Regions from separate parts of the Zea mays genome. Here region 1 is linked to region 2. The links are chromatin contacts, called in public Hi-C maps. All regions are on one chromosome and are shown on one strand. The core of a region is the stretch at or near the end of the contact, and the rest is flanking DNA. Distances in the headings are between cores, read along the strand shown.

What was found. A called contact is a pair of places that touch in the nucleus more often than the background predicts.
Region 1: a Hi-C map of leaf shows a contact between it and region 2, with 2.9 times the contacts expected there. The contact joins the promoter of LOC100501093 here to the promoter of LOC542010 in region 2. A contact is called at or near these places in 10 of 25 Hi-C or Micro-C datasets (ear, leaf, seedling and 2 more).

The regions. Positions count from the first base shown.
Region 1 is chr4:31,046,538-31,050,775 of Zm-B73-REFERENCE-NAM-5.0, forward strand. It overlaps LOC100501093, which reads left to right and starts at 2,070. Exons shown (of 23, transcript NM_001322411.1): 1 at 2,070-2,460. The coding sequence starts at 2,257.
Region 2 is chr4:30,914,078-30,918,194 of Zm-B73-REFERENCE-NAM-5.0, forward strand. It overlaps LOC542010 (outer cell layer5a), which reads right to left and starts at 2,433. Exons shown (of 12, transcript NM_001111657.2): 1 at 2,290-2,433; 2 at 1,842-2,022; 3 at 977-1,248; 4 at 711-828; 5 at 1-624. The coding sequence starts at 1,931.

The DNA.
Region 1 (4,238 bases), core at 820-3,319, 130 kb after region 2:
AAAAAGGTACTCAAGAAGGGAGAGAAAAGAGGAGTAACCCCTGAATTTGTGGATACAAGCAAAGAAATTTTATACCCCCAAATTCAAGGTGTTACAAGGATGAATTCCTCTAGGCTCTTAAATCGATAAAGCATTAAACAAGTAATTCGAGTACTTGGTGCACATTTTAAGGGGAGCATGTTCTATGCCTTGTTTCTTTTGGGTCTAACCCTTTATTTTAGTGATTTTATATAGTGGCTTTCATCTCAACACTACGTGGAATAAAATGGCATGAGAGAACACTATGTGGAATATAATGGCTTTCATTTCACCATCTATGTGGAACACTATATGGCTAACATGAGAAAAATAAAATGTCATAATACATGCACCTATTGATCTTGGGGCTTGTTATTAGTTAGGTTATAAAGCCCTCAAAACAAGCTTTCCAAAAGCTCCAATGTCGTTGAAAATGGAGTTTGGAGTAAAAAACTATGACGTTTTACGTGAAGTCGCTTATGTTGTCCTAAGGACCCGCGGAGTCTCCAGACATTTATGAAGACACTCTACACCGATGGGTGGAGGCTCTTCACTTTGCAGGTCATAACAACTAGTTTTTGTAGGGTGGGTATATATATATTCATCCCATGTCTCTTAGCTATGTTGCTGACTCAACCATTTCTAAACTCATTAGTGAGCATTTGAGAGCAAACAATACCTTTGAGCACTTTTCTGGTTTCATCAATTATTCGTTGCGCATTGATTATTATTAGAGGTGATTAGGTGAAGCCTCCTAGACGACTATGCATTGTCTAATGAGCTCTCATGGTTGCGGTGAGCTACAATGAAGTTTGTATATCGTCTGAGAATCTATGTGGAATCCTCTATCTCACTACCTTAGTTATGGGCTAGAGAAGAGGTGCAAGTCGAAAGAGACTCCAAAACTGTTGGCTTCCTCAACACCGTGGGTGTATACTAACCTTGGTGGTGACCTGAACCATGGGATACATTATGAGTTTTGCCTATTTGCTCTTCACTCAATGTACTTGGATGTATGTTTATAAGTGCATATACTTCATTTGTTTGTTACTAGGCATCTCCAAAAGCACATCTACAAGTTTAGTTTGAGTTAGATTTGTACACGTATTTGTTGTTGAGCTTTCTATGTTGCGCGAAGACTACAACATTGTGCAGATTCCATGATGTGAAGGTTCCATGGTCTGTTAATCGGCTGCAAAGTTTTTTGTTACTAATTTTTTAGAAACACATATTCTTTCCGTCTAAGCAACAACAAGATCCTTTTTGGAATGTGCTAGCATCCTTCGTCACGCCTGGCTAGAATCCATTCGTAACATTGCACAATCAAGTTCCTCGCGACCTTTTCACTAACATAATTAACTTTACATAAACGTTTGGTGATAAATATAGGAACTAAGATAAGCATAAAGAAAAGATTTGCTCATTGCTTTGAATGCCCTCTATATCATGTATATATATGACTCAAATTTATGGTCCATCCTTATATGAATATAGATAACTTGTGTTAATTAATTACATGATATATGATTTTAAGGCTTTATTTTGAATTGCTCCGGCTTAGAAAATATGGTTAAGTTGGTGAAAAATGATACTAGAAGCTCTAGAAAATTATGGAGCTAAAGTTGTAAACCTTTAGAAGACATTTAGATAAGAAATTTTATTTTTTATTCAGATTAAAAAAAAAACTATTTAAACTGAAGCTATAATCTGATGCAAATAGGCCATAAGATTATGAGATTCTATGCAACGCATGAGCTTAAATAGAAAACGCTAAAACACAAAGAAAACGGAACATATTGCTCGGGTTTGACGTATCCAGAAGAGGAGAGTATAAAGGATAAAAGGCTGGGCTCATCCGGGCCTCTGGGCTACTGGGGAAACCATCAAGAATCAGACCATAATAACAGCCCAGCATATACTCATTTTGGCCCACGGACCGACCCCGTGCTCGTCTCGTCGAGTCAACGAACTCCACGCGTTACAAAGCAAAACTAGAAAACCCGGCTCCGCAGGGTTCAGACCGTAAAAAAACACGCATCATCCCCTCCTGTCCGAGATATTTGTGCAGCGCCGCAAAAGCGCATATCCCCCCGGCCCTCTCGCTCCGCCGCTCCGTGCGAGCTCCCGCTCCCGACACGCTTCCCGCCCGCCAGATCGGTCCCGCGCGCCTCTTCTGCCTGCATCCGCGCCCGCGACCACCGCTTCTAGGTTTAGGGTTCCGGCAGAGTAGGCGGTGAGATGGGTGTGCCGGCGTTCTACCGGTGGCTGGCGGAGAAGTACCCGATGGTGGTGGTGGACGTGGTGGAGGAGGAGCCCGTCGAGATCGAGGGCGTCCGGGTCCCCGTCGACACCTCCAAGCCCAACCCCAACGGCCTCGAGTTCGACAACCTCTACCTCGACATGAACGGCATCATACACCCCTGCTTCCACCCCGAGGATAGGGTACGTAATCACCGAATAATCAGGCTGCAACTCGACGCCTCTGTGGTAAATCTTATTGGATTTGTGCTTGTCTTGTCGGCTCGTGAGACTGCTTGTTCTCTGGACTCTGGTACGATGCAACTACTGCTTAATAAGATGCTTGCGACATCATTAAGCATTCATTCAAGGCCTCAAGATTCCATTTCAAGAATCTGTTTTGGTTGGGGCTTAGATAGGCGAGCAACCCTAACAGACTAAAATCATATATAGCACCTCACCGGATTTGATGCTACATGATGAAGTTACTCCTCTGTCCTATGTGGGCCAAAATCCCTACGTTTTCATTTCCCTAGTAGCATTGCTTTAAGCACCTGCATTTGACAGGAATCTCTAATAAGACTCTCTCCAACAAGACCCGGTAAATCACCCTGTACGCTAAATGTAGCGGATGAAGACGTTCGGCACGCCTCCAACAACAGCCGCTATAGCATCTGGTAAAATTTAGGGTGTGTTCACTCCCGTGCTTGACTTCATCGTCCCCGTCATCGAGATCCTCTGCCGTCGCTCCTCTCCGCCCAAGTCCCATGAGGTCGCCTCACGGTACATGAGCTCCAAGCATCCTCTGCTCTGGTCAAGGTCGTCGTAGCTCTCAGTGATGATGAGCTCGACTGCCTCGCCGTCATCCCCGTCGCTGCCCCCTCCCGCGGAGCAGAAAAAGTCGTCTCGCCGCCGCAGTCTGAGCAGCGCGTACAGCCGGGCAGCATGGCCGAGAGGGAATACACGAGGGAAGAGGAAGACAGGAGGGGCGACAGGAGGTCGGTCGTCTACCTCGTCGTGCTTATGGTGTTGCTGCATACTGCGCACCGCGTCCATGGCTTGGCATGGAAATCGTGGACGCCTGATTCCTGATCGACGAAATGTCTGACAAGCAATATACACATGAACGATGTTCTGTCCAATACGAATTTATTTTAGAAAACTGAGTCGGTTAGCTTTTTATATTATTTGCTCCAATACAAATGTTTGGTACATTATTTGCTTAAATATGTAATACTCTTATTTTCACCACAAAATCAATATGTACTGTGTAGCGTATTTTAATTTCGCGACATATGAACTGTTTTTTAAGCGGTGAAAAACCAATATGTATTTTGAAATCTCGTAGCACTGTAGATATAGAGGACCGAATTTAGTGACGTTGCTGGAGATGGAGAAGATATAGAGGACAGAATCTTTTAGAGTGTGCTGTAAAGGACAAGGAATATTCCTTTAGGGGATGTAATTTAGGGGACGTTGCTGGAGACAACCTAAAAGGCTCTCTCCAACAGAGCGTGTAAAGGCTCCTCTACCCTAAATATAGAGGATCGAACGGTCCTGTACCCCCTCCAGCCTCCCTCCAGCAACGTCCTAAATTTAGAGGACACTGCTGGATCTTCTATATATAGAGTTTCTCTGAATGGTCCTCTATCTATTTGAATACTTTAAACAACCGGTTTAGCAAAACCAAAATATGTACAATACATTTGAGAGTATGACAATACATATGTAAAAATTTAAAAATAAGAAAATGTCTCTAATATAGGTATTTGCGTATAGAGGACGTGATTTAGAGGACTTTGTTGGAGAGGAAGGAGATATAGAGGATGGGATCTTTTAGAGGAGACCGTAAAGGACAGATATAGATGATAGATTTAGAGGACGTTGAGGCTGTGTCAGCTATTACTCTGTCTGCTGTTCTGTCCGTAGTTCTAGTATTGTTTCTGTTACTTGTATTGACTGTAATTTTGTCTGGTGTTTTG
Region 2 (4,117 bases), core at 1,183-3,682:
GCTGTCCCGAGACGCCTCCGGACGGAGCCCGTACTGCCTCGGCCCGAGCCCAGCGGGGAACGTCCGGACGTACTCCTCCTCGTCCAGCTGCTGCTGCTGCGCCCCTGCCGACGCGCCGCCACCCCACAGCAGCGCGTCAGGCCGCGCCATCCGGAGGAGCTCGTCCATGGCCGCGACGGCCAGCTCCACGATCATGGGCTTGTCCGCGTCGAGCTGCCCGGCCGACACGCTCCTCAGCAGATCGCCGGCACCGGCGCCGAACAGCACGTGGTCGGCGCCGAGGCCCGCAGCAGCTGACTGGACGCCGTAGGCGCCGGCGAGGTCGAGTGGGGACCGGGCGGCGGCGGCGGCGGCGGCGAGCGGGCTGGAGAGCACGGGGAAGGACACCATGGGCTTTCCCACGTGCTTGGCGGCGATGCCCGAGATCCGGTCGATCTCGTCACGGAGGCGAGCGTTCTCGAGGCGGAGGTGGTGCTCGTCGAAGGACATCTCGCCGAGGGCAGCCGGGCCGCCGCAGCTGGGGCACGAGGCCGTGCCCAGCGCCTCCTTGTACCGCATGTTCTCGGCTCGCAGCTTGTCGTTCTCCGCGCGCAGCTGCGCGTTCTCGTGCCGCTCGTGCTGGTTCTGCAGTAATCACGTTGGTTTGCATTATCAGCAGCAACGTACGTCACGGAATCAGGAACGGTGTGTGTGCAGTAGAGCTTGCTTGCCTTCATCTGTGTGCGCTTGTTCTGGAACCAAAACTTGACCTGCAGCGGCTCGAGGCCGAGCTCCCGGCTCAGCTCCTTCCGCTGCTTGTCGTCCGGGTGCGGGCACTCCTTGAAGAACCTGACCAATCACAATTCACAGTCGTCCCCAATTAAACAATCAGACACGATTTTTAATGAATGAAATGAAATTATCTATCTATCTCGAAAATGAATCCTTTCAAATGGTGCATGCTTAGAGGAAGGGGAGCTCAAGCTATCGTTCTTACGCCTCCATCTCTTGGATCTGGTGCTGGGTGTGGCGGTGGTATCGCTTCTTCTTGTTCGGCCGCTGATTGGGGTCTTCCTCCAGGCCATCGTCACCAGAGGTTCCGTCGGGATTCTCGCTGCAGGACTTGCTCTCGAACTCATCTACCAGCGTGTCAGAGCGGCCATGGATGAGGTTGTCGCTGCTATCGTCCACTGTGGTGGTGGTCGGGATCTGATCGAAGAGCTGCTGCTGGAACGCTTGCTGCAGCTGATGGCTGTCTAGGAGGTCAGCCTGCGATTCCAGCAGGAGTCAGAATTTAAGAGATGACACTACTGAATATGTCATTTGACCAAGTTAATGGAGCATTAAAGATGCAACAAGTTTTTTTTTTGAAAAAAAACACTTTTGGAGCAGTATTATGATGAATCAACATTTTTAAGCTACTTCCAAAAAACATTGAATGCAGAATCATGATGAATCAATGCACGAAGAGCAGTATGCATGTCGATTAGCTAGGGTGCTTCCATTCAGAATGAGAAGACAGGAATTTTAGCTTTAATTTTACGAGGATATGCCAGTGGAAACCATAAATACACGCACATATGTACAACAACCTATACTTAGCCCACGGAAATTAAATTAATGAACAAGAAAAATGTATGCTCAAGCAGGAGCATTAATTAAGAACACGACATGAAAATATACTAGCAAGGAGAGGGAAAAAAACTCAAACACTGGAAGAATAATCTTCTCTGGCTTTAATTTGTCACTGCTTTATTTTCCCCACCATAAAGTAGAACTAGCACAGTAGCTATAGCTACTAGAGAGAGACGACGGCTGACCCAGCACAGTCCAAAAGATTTCTCACTGGAAATAATCATCACCTGGCTTAAAGACAGCGCCGACGAGGACCCAAACGCGAAGCCATTCCGGCCGATCATCGCCGCCGGCGGCACGCGCCTTGCCGGCGTCATGAACAATGGCAGCACGTACGTACGTTCGGTCCTAGCCTCAGCTCCCAAACCCTAGCTAGCTCTTGCTCTCTACCATCGATCAACTTTTATTCTGCAAAGAAAGAAGAAGGGTACCCAAAGAAGAAAGATGCGTGTCACGCGTATACATATATATATATGTCTGTGAGGCCAAGCAAGTCAACCAAGAGAGAGAGAGAGAAAATGCAAGCGCGTTAGCCTAAAAATGTCCACAGATCACTGCTTACACGCCACGTAATATGACGTAACAGCGCAGGCAGCAGATCTAGGGCACGCACACGCAAGAGCTCCGAGAAGGACGACAAGAAGCCGGCTAGCTAGGCTGACAGGCGATCTGTACCTTCGATCCCTGTCTGTGACGACGCCTTCTTCCAGCGAAGCGTTGGTGATATCGCATGCAGGAAACGATCACGCACGCACGCACGCAGCTGGCTAGGCTAGGCTAGCTAGCAGGAGGCGGGAGAGCAGGCATGGCGAGATCTCGGGGAGGAAGAAGACGGCATGGTTGGAGGGGAAAGCAGGGCGGATGGGAGAATGTGGAGGTGGGGAGGAAGGAGTTATTGCGAGCTAGCTGGGGAGCGGAGAGCTAGCTAGCGGATGGATGCAAACGCATTTATTGGGAGAGGGTGCAGCGTTTATTGCTCAGGCAGCGAGAGGAGAGGGAGTCAGACACTCAGCAGACGAGAGCGAGCTAGGGGAGAGAGAGAGAAAGAGAGTGTACGGTAACATTTGGATCAAGGTAGAAGAAGCAGTAGAAAAGTACGTACTCCCGGTGACAGCTACTACCACTACACTGCTGGTACGCCTTCATGTATCGCCTGCCTTTTGTCTTGAACTTTTGCTGCTGCCAAATTTTACAGTGCGGCGGCTTAGCTGTGCATGCTCTATTTTTTTAAAAAAAAATATATAGAGGCAAGTATTCAAAGTTTCGACGAGCCGCAGACAGCTCATGTTGTTCATGTGAAGGCAGGGCATGCATGGTGCCTGATCAGGACGTCAAATGCTAGTATAATATTATGAACACTTCTTTCCATTTATTTTTTTCCTTAGTATGTAGCGTTTGTCCTTCCTCCTTGCACCTACATTGCATCCATCGGGATGAACTCCATGTAGTTATCATTGATCACTTGCATGAACTATAAATGTTATTGTCATCTCTATTTACTCTTCTCTTTTAATTTAATAGTTGTTTCACGTTTCTATATCTTGTGGTTATGCAATTTTTGCTGATGCCAACTCAAGATTTGCCTTCAGTTTCGTTTTGCCTACTAGCACTTTAGTACCTTAGGCGGTCTCCGGCCGCCTTTTTGTGGCACCCCTATCACACTTTCTATTTCAAATTTTACTTTAGAAATAGTGCAGTTTATAATGCAAACAGTGTTTTACACATCCATATACACGGTCTGCTGAGCATGACTTTAATATGTAAAACCACTTTCCATGCCCCTCTCAGATTTTTCTAGTTATTGGCCCCTCTTGTAAATATGAAGCTTTCATTTGAATCATCTTTTACAGTCTATTACAGATTCATAGACACCATTTCCCCCTAAATCATTACCTCATAGTACTCCTTATATCAGCGAGATCAATTACTACCTTAGGGTTGATTTGGTGACCAGGTAATTTGAGGGGATCCAGGTGACTAGGGAATTGAAGGGGATCTATCCTTCCACGACAGCGACCTATTCTTGGGTCAGCGGGCCCGCGCTTAAGAATTTCCCGTCCCTCTGGCGGTCCTCGTCGTATCGAGCGGTTGGCTTAAAAAGGTCGGTCGCAAAGATCCCCAGTGGGACGGTCGTTTGCCCCGATGCCATTTTCATTAGGGTGTTTGTCATTTCGTTCAAGACCATCGAATTGCTCCTCCATCCACCTTACCTCCTGACAGTACGCCGCCATCTTGCGGTCGCGGCATTACAACTACTTCATCTCATGTCCTATGATGAGATGAGAGTCTCCTCGGATATCTAGACGCCGAACACCCAACTGCACGACAATGTGTAGCCCATTTACGAGGGCTTCATACTCGGCCACATTGTTACAAGCTTGAAAATTGAGTTGCACAACATATCACAGTTGTTCCCCCGATGATGACGTGAAAACGAGGTCACCGTGGGCTCCCTCCTTTCTAAGTGACTCATCAAAATGCATGATCCAACATTTCTCAGTAG